Regions from separate parts of the Mus musculus genome. Here region 2 is linked to region 1. The links are chromatin contacts, called in public promoter capture Hi-C maps. All regions are on one chromosome and are shown on one strand. Each heading gives the region's core, a stretch centred on a gene start, on an enhancer-like site or on the middle of the called end of the contact. The rest is flanking DNA. Distances are from core to core; before and after follow the strand shown. Region 1 holds the start of Zbtb45 (zinc finger and BTB domain containing 45). Region 2 holds the start of Sult2a8 (sulfotransferase family 2A, dehydroepiandrosterone (DHEA)-preferring, member 8).

Evidence for each region. Promoter capture Hi-C pulls out the DNA fragments that hold promoters and counts their contacts.
Region 2: a contact with region 1 is called in a promoter capture Hi-C map of liver, with 3 times the contacts expected there. The contact joins the promoter of Sult2a8 here to the promoter of Zbtb45 in region 1. A contact is called at or near these places in 2 of 39 promoter capture datasets (both in liver).

Annotation. Positions count from the first base shown.
Region 1 is chr7:13,004,281-13,011,150 of GRCm38.p6, forward strand. It overlaps Zbtb45 (zinc finger and BTB domain containing 45), which reads right to left and starts at 5,572. Exons shown (of 3, transcript NM_001360833.1): 1 at 5,356-5,572; 2 at 2,744-4,049; 3 at 1,386-2,100. The coding sequence starts at 4,049. The coding sequence ends at 1,844.
Region 2 is chr7:14,435,319-14,442,610 of GRCm38.p6, forward strand. Sult2a8 (sulfotransferase family 2A, dehydroepiandrosterone (DHEA)-preferring, member 8) reads right to left here and starts at 3,233. Exons shown (of 7, transcript NM_001199306.1): 1 at 3,138-3,233.

The DNA of each region.
Region 1 (6,870 bases), core at 4,322-6,821:
TTGGCAAGTTGAGATGTGAATGCCAAGCAAATTGGCTCACCACAGTTCAATAACCCAAAAGCATCAGCATGAGGAAGTCACCTATCTGTGAATCCTAATTGGTAGAAAAATGTAACTTGCAACAGACATTTGTGGCTTTCAGGCTTAAAAGCTCTGTAACACCAGCACTAGGGAGGCAGAGGCAGGCAGATCTCTGAGTTCGAGGCCAGCCTGGTCTACAGAGTGAGTTCCAGGACAGCCAGGGCTATACAGAGAAACCCTTTCTCGAAAAACCAAAAACCAAAAACCAAAAAAGCTCTGCAACATTCTGGCTGAGGGCAAGAAGGGGAATTGCAGTTCAGCTCCTGAGACCGTATTCCTGATCTATCAGTAGTGGATTTATTACATTTTGTTTTATTTTGCCTTGCTATTTGAGTTGTGCTGAATCTAAGCAGCTCTCATAACGTTGGGACTCGGAGGCTGAGCTATGCTTGTGATGCCCAGCCACAGAGGAACCCTACGGGCCCAGAAGACACACAGGTAGGGCTGGAGCCTGGCCTTGTAGGCTAGAGCCCTTCTTCCCCTAGCACCCGATCCTTACAGTGAGGTATGGACGCATAAGACACGGGCAGGAGACCCGGAGGATAATACTTCCGTGAGCTGAGAGATCTAACATGGGTTTCTTTGACACTAGGTCACTAGGTTATTCAGTTGGCAAGCTGGGTCCTACCCATTTTTGCATCCCACTTATCTAACACAGCCATTCAGTTCACTCTGGGTTCTCTAACACTTAGTGCTTAACATCCAGGGTTCAAAGTCCCTTAAGGCAGCTTGGCCCCCAAGAACCCTCCTGAACATCTCACGAGTAGGTGTCCAACATTCATGGACGTCAAGATGAGGGAGGTGGAGTCTTAAATCTAAAAGGCTTCTGGTTGAAAGGGGACTCCATTCCTGCATTGTAGAAATGTAGCAGCCAACAATGGGACTGCGACTCCCCTGCCCATAGGGCTGAACACTTCAGGACTGTTATATACACAGCCTACCCACCCAAAAATCCAAAAATCCAAGTCTGGGGCTGGTGAGATGGCTCAGTGAGTAAGAGCACCCGACTGCTCTTCCGAAGGTCCAGAGTTCAAATCCCACCAACCACATGGTGGCTCACAACCATCCATAACGAGATCTGACTCCCTCTTCTGGAGTGTCTGAAGACAGCTACAGTGTACTTACATATAACCAATAAATAAATCTAAAAAAAAAAAAAAAAAAAAAAAAAGAAAATCCAAGTCTAGGATATCAAAGCAAATTGTGCCTACCTACTCAGGAAATCTCAGGTCACCGCAAAAGTGCAAGTCAGGAACGTAGGGACCAAGCCCCAAGCCCACAGCCCAGAAAGCCTACGAGGCATGTACTGGCCCAATGTCCTTTATTAGATTGGAATCCTAAAATCCCTAGGGAGGTCCATCTGGGCCTCCATAGGTGCCCAATGAGGGAAGGGTGGCTCCAGACTTTGGGGGGTGAGGTCAGAGAATTCTAGCCCAGCACAGGGGCAGAGGACAATTCTAGACACCATACCTGGCGGGGGGTGAGTCACAAATCCAGCATCAGGTTCCAAGAATGTGTTTGCCCAGCTCAATCTGGAAATGGTCTCTGAGGTGGCAGGGGCCCTAAGCATCTCGCTGTCCCATAGAGAGAAGCTAAGCAAGTGTAGGAGAGAAATAGGGTTCTGGGTCCCAAGTCCACAGGGAAAACAGGTTCAGCTTGGGGAAAGGGAAGGGTCCGTACTCCAGAGCAGAAGCCATCTGGTGGAGTGAACCTAGTCCAAGTCCTAGACTGCAGCAGCCGGCAGTGTGAAGCTGGCTCCCGATCAAGGTGCAGGGTGAGCTGCAAGGTGTCGCTCCAGCAGTGCACGGTGTGAGAAAACTTTCCCACAGGCAGGGCAGGGCGCACGCTCAGGCCTATGTGTGCGCATGTGCACGTTGAGGGAGCTCTTCTGAGTGAAGCGCTTGGCACACACTGCACACTGGAAGGCTCGCACGCCAGTGTGTGTGACCATATGCTTGAGCAGGTAATCGCGTAGCGAGAAGGATCGCCAACACACAGCGCACTGATGTGGCTTCTCCCCTACAGATGACAAAGCAAACCACATATTAGTCTGGCTTGCTCTCCCTGGAGTCTGTCCTGTAGGGACTCCTCTATTCTCCCCTCCTGGGTCAGGTCAGAAAGCTTTTGCTTGTTAACGAAACCACCCTGGAATCCCGCTCTGCAGGGAATCCCTCTCCGGCACCCACATCACCATTTAACTATGCCATCGTCTACCAGGGACCCTAAAAAAAGAACCCTGTCTGGAACGCCACCCGCTGCCCATTCGGGCTACACACACAGATCTTGCCCAACTCGCACCACATTCTTCTATTCAGACCCATATTGTGAGCCACTTTTATGGGAAATAATCCCAGCTTCCTTCACGTCAAACCTCTTCCGGCGGCTCCCACTGTGGAAGCTGGCCAGTTTCCTACCAACACTTCCTTTAACCTGGCCACCCCAGGCTGAGTCTAGCTTTCCAAAGGCCTTGAAGGCTTTTTTGGAAAGGCAGGCTCCCGCTTCCCAATCAACCCCTTTCCAGGAAGAAGCCAAAACTCTAGGCTTTTAGGGTTAACTCAAAACAAAGCTTCTCAAGTGCCCAATCCCAGGCAGGAACCAAACCGCCCGTGATTAAGGATCTCGTAAATCTGTGCGAGAAAAGGCGATTTCCTTTCCCACTCACCAGAGTGGATGAACATGTGCTTGGTGTAGTTTTTCCGCGAGCTGAACGTCTTGCGGCAGTGGCTACACTCATAGGCGGGTTGCTCAGCACCTTGGCCACCCGGGGCGCGCACAGGAGTGCCAGAGATGGCTGTGGCCTGAGCGGCAGGGGCCGCTGGCACCGCCTGCGTTTCTCCCAGCTGAGCACTGGGGGCTGCATCTGGCTGGAGCGTGGGGTAGAAGGTGGGCGGGGGTGCAGGGGCTGGCCCAGATGGAGTAGGAGGTGTTGGCGCTGGGGGGCCGGGAGCACCCAAGTGAAAGGGAAAGAGAGCCACGGGGGGCCCTGGGGTCTTCACACCTGTTGGGCGAGGCCCAGCCAGGGCACAGTCGGGTGGAGCAGACGTTTCCACCGGACAACTTTCTGGCCCTCCGCTGCTTTCCTCATGCCAAGCGGACACATAACTATCTGGGAACACATCTTCAGTGACCCCAGTCCCCCGAAGGAAATCTCTCCCGGCACCACCATAATCAGTGATGCCAGTGGATGCAGGGGGATCCTCTCGAGCGCTGTCAGCTGCAGTGGTAAGGAAGCCCCCTGCACAGTCGGGGAAGGCAGGGGGAGCCTGGCCCTCACCCGGGCCGCCGCCGCCTCCTTCACCTTCTTCAGCGTCGGTTTCTTCATCCGTTTCCTCATCGTCATCCTCTTCACCTCTGTCTTCAGGCGCGGCAGTCAGCGCTGGCTCCGCATCAGGCCCCTCAGCCTTGATGGGTGCTGGGGGTGCAGGTAGCTGAAGACGCGCGGGCTGGCGCTGCTTGCGGCTGTGCGCGGCGTTGGGATGACCCGGGGGGCGGGCGGCCAGCAAGTGGCGCAGACGGTGGCGCAGCTGCGCGGGTGCTAGTGGAGGGGGCACGGGTGGTGGCAGAGGCGCAGGCGCCGGGGTGTTGGGGACACGGGCACGAGCGATGATCTGTGTGCACTCGTCAATGACGGTCTGGATGCGAAGCACCGACGCTGCAGTGAGTACCTGCAGCGCTTCGCCCTGTGCCACCACCAACGAGCCGCTGTAAAGGAACTCGACCAGCTGGCGCACTGTCTGCGCAGGCACCACTGGTGGCACACGAATCTCTGAGTGGCCGAGCAGCAGTTTATCCTGAAAGAAGGGTGAGCCAGCGGCCAGCACACAGCGGTGAGCACGCAGAGAAGCCTCACGGATGCGCACGGTCACATCACAGAAGTGACCGCCTAGCCTCTGCCCATTGAGGGTCTCCAGTAGTGAGCGCGAAAAGTTCTGTAGGTGGATGTGGTGCACTGCCTCTGTGGCTGCCATCTGCAAGAGGAGGAGACAATGCGGATGGCTGTTTTCTTTTCTAGTCTACCCTAGTCAGATTTCCATATCCTAGTACCACGAAGGCCCCAAGCAGATCTATGACTACCTCAAGAACCAGGTCCCATTAACTACTGTTATGTGGAGGTTTTCAGAAGGGTGGGGAGGCAACTTGCCTCCTGGCCGAATCATTTAGGAACACCCCTTGAGGCTGAGGATTTGTGCCTGCCATACCCAAGGGAAGCAAATAAACAGTACATATAACAAGGCCTTTGCAACCTTGTTTCTTCTTTGCATCACCTGAGAGGTGCTAACTTTGGGCTTTGAAAATGCACCAGTGATGTGAAAGGCCAGCAAGCTGAAATTCAGTGTTGTTTAGCAATCCCCATAGTTCTTATGAACCCGAGACTATCATCCTGGCACTAATCATACTGAGGGAAGACAGATTCTTCCATCACACACACACACACACACACACACACACACACACACGCACACGCACACACACACACACACACACACACACACACACGCCCTCCGCAAAGGAGCTGGGAATCAGAATTGTCAGTTAACCCATCAAGCAAATATCTCCAGGTCTCTGGGCCTGTTTCCTTATTCAGCAAACAAGGGTGTTTCCCTTGGATCAGATTGCATACACTGCTCTAAGGGAAGAGAATCAAGATTCAGGATTCGCCCTGACCACCAGCCTGTCTCTCTAGGACAGACCCAGAGCAGGGCCCCATTTAATCCTGCCCCTTACAAAAGGACTACTGAGATCTCAGACTCAACGATTCTAGATCCTTAACACAAAAACACCCTTCCCTTTCTCTCGGAGTATTGCACACATTGTGTCAGTTACCACTGGCCTGGCCTACTGGAAGTCGCCATGCAGGGTCCCTTCCACACTCCCACCTCCAGGCCTTTCCCTCACGTGGCCGCCAGAGGGAGCCTGCGAACCGGGTTTATCTGGGACCTCTATGATGATGAATTAATTCTTCAAACCCACCAAGGCTTTGAACCTGTCTCTGCCAAGCGGCCTCCTTTTTCAAATAATATGCCAACCCATAACTCTTCCTCAACCCCATCCATACCCTACTTCTCGAACGCCCGGACTCCTCAGATGCAGCAGAACCTTCCTGAATGCCTCAGAACAAAGGCACACTCTCCCACATCTCCTACAGCATTCTCGCTACAACTCCCTCACCCATGCCATGCACCTTGTTCCATCAGCCTGTCTCACTCCCACCCTATCTATGCCAGAGTCCCCTTCAGGCCCGCTACATCTACCCCCAGTTTCCCGCCTCCGCACCCTGCCCCGATCCTGCAGCGCCCTCTTGTGTTCGCAACGTGCACACCGATCCTCACGCAGGCGTGCCGCTCCTGGCACGCCCCAGCCTTCTCTGGGACTCTGAGGCAGGGGGATGCCCGCTCGACCCCACCTCCGACTCCTCAGGCAGCAGGTCCTGCAGGTCCTCCTGCTTGTCAACTTGAAGGCCGCACTTCCGGGCGCTGAAGCGGAACAGATAGCCTCGGCACAGGCGGAACGATAGTCGGGAGCACGTTTCCGGTGTTCCTCTTTAGACTAGGCAGTCGTTGAGCAGAACTTCCGGTCTGGTCCGCGCCACAACCAAAATCGCAGAAGCTGGGGACCGAAGAGCTGGGGATCAGTAGGCAGAAGGAGCAGGAGTCCGTCGTCTCCAGGCTGATCCGAGCGAGCTGTCAATCACTCCTCGGGCCACGCCCTCAGTACTCTCAGCGGGTCTGGAGAGGGCGCTGGATGGAATCCAGAGGCTTTTTTTTTTTCTCCCAGGTGGCTTTTCTCTTACACGGGAAAAGTTTCTCTCTCTCTCTCTCTCTCTCTCTCTCTCGATTTATTTATTTTCTATTTATTTTATGCGAGTACATTATTAACTCTCTTCAGACACACCAGAAGAGGGCATCAGCTCCCATTACCGATGGCAGTGAACCGCTGAGCCATCTCTTCAGCCCCGAGAAGTTTCTCTTGAGTCACTTCTGCTCGCACCCCAGATGAAGAAGCTTTGCAGAGCTTCCCTGCAGTCATCTAAAGAACACAGGCCCACCTTCCCAAGGAAGCCTCCTCATTCGGTGCTCCCACCTCACCCCACCCAGACTCTCGGGAATTCGCTGCTCTATAAATGAATGGTTGAAGAACCCCAGCTTGGCCACAGATCAGAATAGAATGTAGGACACGAAGTGGGCTCGGAAGTAGTCAGATACCAAGGAGCAGGGACTAAGTGCGTAGAGGGAGAGAACAGCCAGAGAGTTGTCCAAGCGGGGCTCCTACGTGGTCCTTTTGTTGTCCAAGACACCCATGAACCAAACCTCTCAAGTGGTGGGTTGGCCTTCCCTTCCCCTCTGTTCTTGGGGCAATCAATCAACCACTATGTAAGGCAAAAGAGAGGCATAGAGCTCTGGGCCTCCGTGTGAATGGTACTGAGGAATCTAGTGGGTGGTGCCGCATGAGGAAGATGTCAGGATGTTTTGTTCCCCATCCTGGACCCATGCTGGGTAGCTGTGTTGTATGTGTGTTTGAAAGTCTGGGGAAGCCAGGCGGTGGTGGCGTATGCCTATAATCCCAGCACTTGGGAGGCAAAGGCAGGAGGATCTCTGAGTTCGAGGCCAGCCTGGTCTACAAAGTGAGAGTTCCAGGATAGCCAAGACTATACAGAGAAACCCTGTCTCGAAAAACCAAAAAAAAAAAAAAAAAACAAAAAAAAAAACCTCAGAGGTTGAGGCAGGAGCGTCAGAAGTTCAAGGTCACCCCCCAGATATCAGAGTTGAGCCCAATCTGGGTTACATAGGA
Region 2 (7,292 bases), core at 1,983-4,482, 1.4 Mb after region 1:
AGTGGAGGTATATATGACAAGGACCTGAAGTTCATGAAGAAAAAAAAAAATCAAAGAAGACCTCAGAAGATAAAAAGATTACTCAGGCTCATGGATTGATATGATTAATGTAGTAGAAATGGCCTTTCTACCAAATCAATCTACATATGTAATGCAAGTGCCATCAAAATTCCAACATAATTCTTCACAGACAAGGGAAGAGCAGTGATCAAGTACTAATGAAAAATTAAAACAACCCCAGAATAGTGAAAATAATTTTCAACAATAAAAGAACTTCTGGGGGAATCACCATACCGGACCTCAATGTGTACTAGAGCAATAGTGTTAAAAACAAACAAACAAACAAATAAGCCTACATGGTATTGGTACAGAGTCAGAAAGGTCAATCAATGGACTAGAATTTTGGAACCAGAAATTAACACACATACCTATGGACACTTGACCTTTGACAAAGAACCCTAAACTTTAAAGTAGAAAAACAAAATCATCTTCAACAATTGGTGCTGGTCTAACTGGTCTGCAAGAAGAAGAATTCAAATTGTTCCATATTTATCAGCTTGCACAAACCTCAAGTCTAAGTGGATCAAGGAACTCAACATAAAACCAGGATCCCTAAATATAACAGAAGAGAGAGTAGGAACTAGCCTTGATCACATTGGCACAGGGGAAATTGTCCTAAGTGAAACACTAATGACTTAGACTCTAAGATCAACAATTGACAAATGGTGCTTCATGAAACTGCCTTCTGTAAGGCAAATGACAATGCCAATAGAACTAAATGGCAAACTACAGATTGGGAAAAGAGTTTCACTAAACCTGATAGAGGTATAATATCCAAAATATATAAAGAACTCAAGAACTTAGACTCAAAAACCAAATAACACAATTAAAAATGGGGTAAAGAGCTAAACAGAATTCTCAACAGAAGAACATTGAATGGCCTAGAAGCATTTAAAGAAATGATCAATGTTCATAGTCATCAGAAAAATGCAAATCAAAACCCCCTTGTTATTCCACACTACACCAATCAGAATGCTTAAAATAAAAAACCCAATTGACAGCACATACCTGCAAGGATAAGGAGAAAGAGGAACACTCTTCCTTTGCTCTTGGGATTGCAAACTGGTACAACTACTCTAAAAATCAATCTGGCAGTTCCTCAGATAATTGTAAATACTTGTACCTGAATACCCAGTTGTACTGTTCCTGGAAATATACCGAAAATATATCCCACCATACCACAAGGGCATGTGTTCTACTATATTCTTAGTACCTGTGTCCATGATAGGAAGAAACTGTAAACAACCCATATATCCTTCTACCTAAGAATGGATACAGAAAATGTGGTTGATTTACACAATGAAATATTATTCAGCTATCAAAAACAAGGACATCATGAATTTTGCAGGAAAATAGATGGCACTAGAAAATATCATTTTAAGTTTGTTAACCCAGGCCCAAAAGGACCTGCATAATATGTACTAATTTATAAGTGGATATTAGTCAAACTGTACAGAACATCCATGATACAACCCACAACTGTAAGACGTTTAACAAGAAGGAAGTCCCAAGTCAGGATGCTTCAATCTCACTTAGGAAAAGTAACAAAGTAATCATGGGAGGAAGAGGGAGGGAGGGACCTGAGTGAGAGAGGGGAATTGGAGGGGAAAAGGGGGCAGGATTAGGCATGGGAGCAGACGAAGAGAAGTCTAGACAGCCAAATGAGTAAATTTTCATGCAGCTGCTTAGGAAGGAGAATGAAGGAAACTGCCATAATGTCCCAGAGAGACATGGGATGCTAAAGGCTACCAGGACTGAATGGTGAAGACCTTAGCTGAAATACGCAACAATGGGGAAAATGAACCTGAAGAGACTACCTCCAGCAGATAAACAGGGCCTATAATTGTGGGGTGGGATGACAGACCCACTTTCAGACTTTTTGACCCAGAATTGTTCTTGTCTAGAAGAAATGCAGGGAAAAAGATGGAGCAGAAACTGAATAAAATGACAGCCAGTGATCAGCCCAAATTGGAATTCCTTCCATATATGGGCACCAAACCCTGACACTATTACTGATGCCATGTTATGCTTGCAGACAGGAGCATAGCATTGTAGTCCTCCGATAAGCTATACCAGCAACTAACTCAGACAGTTGCAGATACTTACAGCCAACCATTGGACTGAGGATGGGGACCCCTATGGAAGAGATAAGGGAAGGATTTAAGAAGCTGAAGGGGGTGGCAACCCCATAGGACTACCAACACTGTCAACTTCCCTGGTCCCCTGGGTGCTCCCAGAGACTAAGCCACCAACCAGAGCATACATGATCTGTGACCTCCTGCACATATGTAGAGGAAGAATGTCTTGTCAGTTCTCAGTGCGAGTGCATGTGCCTAATCCTGTAGAGACTTGATACCCCAGGGGAGAGGACACACTGGGTGGATGGCTGGGTATGTGGGGTGGGTGGGTTAGTGGGAATTGTTGGGTGGGTGGGGGAGTATACTCTCAGTGGCACTAGGGAGGGAGTATGGGGTGAAGGACTTTGGGAGGGGGACCAGGATGTGAGCAAAATTTAGAATGTAAATAAATGAAATAATTTTCAAAATTTTAAATTTATTCAAATTAATTAAATGTTTAATTAATTTATGTTACTGATTTTTGTTAATGAATTTACCTTGGCTAATTGTGAGTCAGTAAGATCAATCTGTGTGTAAAATGCTTGCTGAGGAATAATTAGAAGCTGATTTTATAGCTCAGCACTAACATTAAATTCAGAAATTGTTCAAAAAGCCTGTAACCTCTGAACTGTGGTAGAGGAATTGAGAGAGGCACATAACAGGGACTCACGGGGAATCCAGCAAAGAAGAAACAGTGAGCTTTGGATGCCTTGAGGAAACACCCTTTTTTTTTTTAATAAGTAAACGATTGAATGAGGAAGTTGTTCCACATCAACCTCCATCCTCCACATAAGCAATAGCATTATGTGTATGTGTACATGCTACTCAGTCATACACATATGAGAACACACAGACAAACATGTTAACACACACATATCCATGAATAAACACTGCATATGCTATCTATCACACATGAATATACACATGTACTCATACATAACAATACATATTTGTACTTACAATTGCCTATATAGATTTTGCTTTTGCAGGTTTTTATGTGACCATGGCTGAACACAAACTCACTGTGTAACTCAGGGTGAACTTGAACTACTTACTGATTCATCTGTCTCAACCTACTATTTATATGCCTCTGAGGATTGAATTCAGAGATGCCTGGATTCTAGATAAGCTTTTAACCCCTGACCTACATCCCTAACTTTGCCTATTGATTTCATGTCATGTTGTTTCCAAACCAGAATTGATCAAATGTAATATGACCTTTAAACTATTGAGCAGACCTTACAAGCCACCATGTGTAAATATTGGATTCCATAGTTCTATATTACATGTCTAAGTTTGCTTTCCACTGCTGTGATAAACAGCCTGATCAAAAACAGCTTGTGAAAGAAGGCATTTGTTATACCGTATAAATCCATCCTGGAGGGAAATTGGTGCAAAAACTCAAGACAAGAACTGAAGCAGGACAAAAAGAAGATCAAAATCAACCACAGTTATTTAGAAAAATACCAAAACCTCTAGTGTCTAATCAGAGATGTCTAGCAGTTACTTAAAGCAGGGTAACAAGCCTTCTCCACTTTACCATCCTAGGGGAGAATTTTCTTTCCTTCTTTATAAATTTTTTTTTCTGGAGCTAAGAGAAATTTAAATTACAGGTTTCTAGTGCGAACTACTTCATCTACATTAAACAGAACTTGCACTCTAAGCATATAGCAGTGTACTGACTTGTTTTGTGTGTCAACTTGACACAAACTGGAGTTATCTCAGAGAAAGGAGCCTCCCTTGAGAAAATGCCTCCAATGATATCCAGCTGTAAGACATTTTCTCAATTAGTGATCAAGAGAGGAGGGCACATTCTGGGTGTTGCCATCCCTGGGCTGGAAGTCGTGAGTTCTACAAGAAAGCAAGCTTAGAAAGCCAGGAAAAGCAATCCAGTAAGCAGCACCCCTCCGTGGTCTCTGTCAGCTCCTGGCTCCAAGTTCCTGCCTTGTGAACGTTGCTATCCTGGCATCCTTTGGTGATGAACAGCAATGTGGAAGTATAATCTGAATAAACCCTTGTGCCCACACTTGCTTCTTGGTCATGATGTTTTGTGCAGGCATACAAACCCTGACTAAGACAAGCAGTGAAGATCATGTCTCAAGAGAAAAGTTCAGAGACCATGGAAGATCACTTCTTCTTGGCTTGCTCCTTAGGGCTTCCTCAGTCTTCTTAATTATATTATGCAGGATCAGCTCCCCAGTGCTCATAACTCCAACATTTTGGTCCTGAGCCATCTGACATCAATCATTAATCAGGAAAATAGCCTTCAGATTTGACTAAAGTCCTGTATGTTGGAGATATTTTCACAATTGTTATTCCCTCTCCTCACATGACCCTGGGTTATGACCCTAGTTTCATAAGAAACTAATCTTCTGTGTAGATTTTTGGTGTCTGGGTTTGTGGGTTGGTTGTTATTTTTTTCAGTGAATCAAAAATTGTTTCCAGCCTGCCATCTCTGTACCCAAAAGTAACTCTATAGAGTCAGTAATGCTGAATACAATTCCTTTTCCTCTATTTTACCTCTCTGTTTTCTTAGAAAAAAAAACGTAGCTCTTTAATATTCATCTATTTCTTTGTTTTATTAAAGCCCTTCATTTAGGTCATTACTCTTAAATACTTGTATATCTTATAATCAGCTCAGAAGTTATACATTTTTTGAGAGGGATTCAGGAGACACAGGATGAGTAGAAGTGAAAAATAGAGAGGGATTTTAAAAAGGTAAATGCAATAATCATATAGGGCACTCTCAAAACAGTAAAAATGAATAATTAAAATAATTCTTTAAATTATGATACGCTGAAGACTTTAAATTAGACCATAGAAAAGACGTAAGTTTGGGATATGACATATGTCATTGCTCAAGGCTAACTTCCTAAAGTAGCAACTATTCTACTATCTAGTCAGTTCTGGTATTGATGCAAGCATTTAGTCACAATTTTGGAATTTTGGTTTCTTTAAAAACAGAGAAATATTATAAAAATGTTTTCATTTTAATCCCATTCATGTAATATGAGGCTGCTTCAGATTGCACACAGCAGTTGACTGTGATTTGCTTCACTCTCTTTCACAGGCATGATATTGCAAGATGGAGATTGTGTCTATGAATATATGGTTTGGAATTCTGGGGATATTTTAGAGGATATATCAATGCCACAAAAGGTAGTGTAGGTTGTTGGGTGTTGATTCATTGTTGTTGGTCAATGTTATCCCATGTTGTTAAGTACTCATGTGCAGAGAAGAAAAATCAAGAAGAAATTAAATACGCTAAGGTTGAATATTAAATTTGCATTGAGGAACTCGATGAGCCTAATCAGCAGGAAATAGTCAAATGATAACATAGCCACCTTTGCTCTCTATTCTTTTCTCTTTCCTGATTAGTGATAGAAGATTGAAATGTGGAAGAAACGGGGAGGAAAAGCATGAATGAAAGAAGAACCATCAAGATAGCAAATATCAGCTACACAAGTCTTCCCCAGATTTTTGTGTTTTTTGTCTATGTCATTCAGGACAGTTAATGAGGTAATCCTAATAAGACATCAAATGTGATAAGGCAGTGAAATAGATACTTGAGAGTGCATGTACCTGTGGTATGAAACATTCAAACTGACCAGGTAATAGGACAGAATTCCAAGGAAACACCATGTGATTATTGGAAGATACAAGCTGTCCCATGGAGTCATCTGCAATACCACATGTGAAGATCTACTGTTTTTCCCCCATAGGTTAATAAACATTCTGTGCATTTATACCTGTTTGCTTCTTGCTTATAATGCATCTGACTCAAGTAGACTGACCTATTGATAAGAATGGTTCCTAAGAAAGCTTTTTCCTATTCCATCTTAGAAGTCATAAAGACTAGAACCAGCTCAACACTAAGTCATAAATGTCACGATGTTATGGATCTACATAAATATCGACCACAAATACTTGATGTTGGAACAGAACAGACAAAATGTTCACAATATGACATATGAGGATTCATGTCCTAAGCCAGCGAGAATGTAGCTGGGCAAGTTCACATTGAATGTTGAAGGATAATGCATGGTTTCAATGCTATGTGCTTCTGAGACAATGTGAGGCATAAGGTCATACATAATCTAGGAAGGCATTCTAAATTGTCTAGAGTTTTTCTGCCATGGCTTATCGTTTCTGATATTTGAATATCATATAGGATTTCTTTACATTTTTCTTTCCTTTCTTTCTTCTTCTTTCTTTCCTTCCTTCCTTCCTTCCTTCCTTCCTTCCTTCCTTCCTTCCTTCCTTCCTTCCTTCCTTCTCTCCCTCTCTCTCTCTCTTTTTATTTCTTTTTTCTTCCTTTATTTTCTCTTCTTTCTTTCTTTCTTTCTTTCTTTCTTTCTTTCTTTCTCTCTTTCTTTCTCTTTCTTTAGTTTCTCTTTTTTCTTTCTTTATTGATTCTTTTTAAAAGTAGAGCCTGCAGAGATGGTTCAGTGGTTAAGAACAAATTTGGATCTTTCTGTTGACCAGGGTTCAAGTTTCAGCTCCTACATAGAGGCTCACAACAAAGTGAAGCTTCAGTATTGTGAGATTACATACCCTCTTCTGTCCTATAAGAACTCTGCAAGCACACATTGCACAGACAATCAGGCAGGCCAAACAACTTTGTATATAAAATACAATACATATATTACATAAATATGTTTTTGGGAAAGCAAGAGAGGTTTTGTCTCCTAAATGTCCCTATAGTTTTATTAAAATTTATTATTTGTTTATATGTACATTGGTGTGTGTGTGTGTGTGTGTGTGTGTGTGTGTGTGTGTATGTATGTGTGCGCACACACACACGAACCATGTTTCTCCTGTGGAGGTCAGAAATCAATTCGTATAATCAGTTTTCTCCTTTTACCATGAGGATTAGGGAAGTAAATTTGGGTCACCCACCTTGGTAGCAAGCACTCTTAATCTGCTGAGCCTTCTCACTGGTGTTTTGGTGTGTGTGTGTGTGTGTGTGTGTGTGTGTGTGTGTGTGTTGTGCATGCACATGTTTAACTTTATTCATTGGAATATTTTTGGGTTCTTTTGGGGGGGGGAGAGGATCTCCTCTGACCTAGACTATTCTACAGCTGGCTTTATAGTCAAAAATACCTTGGTTCCTTA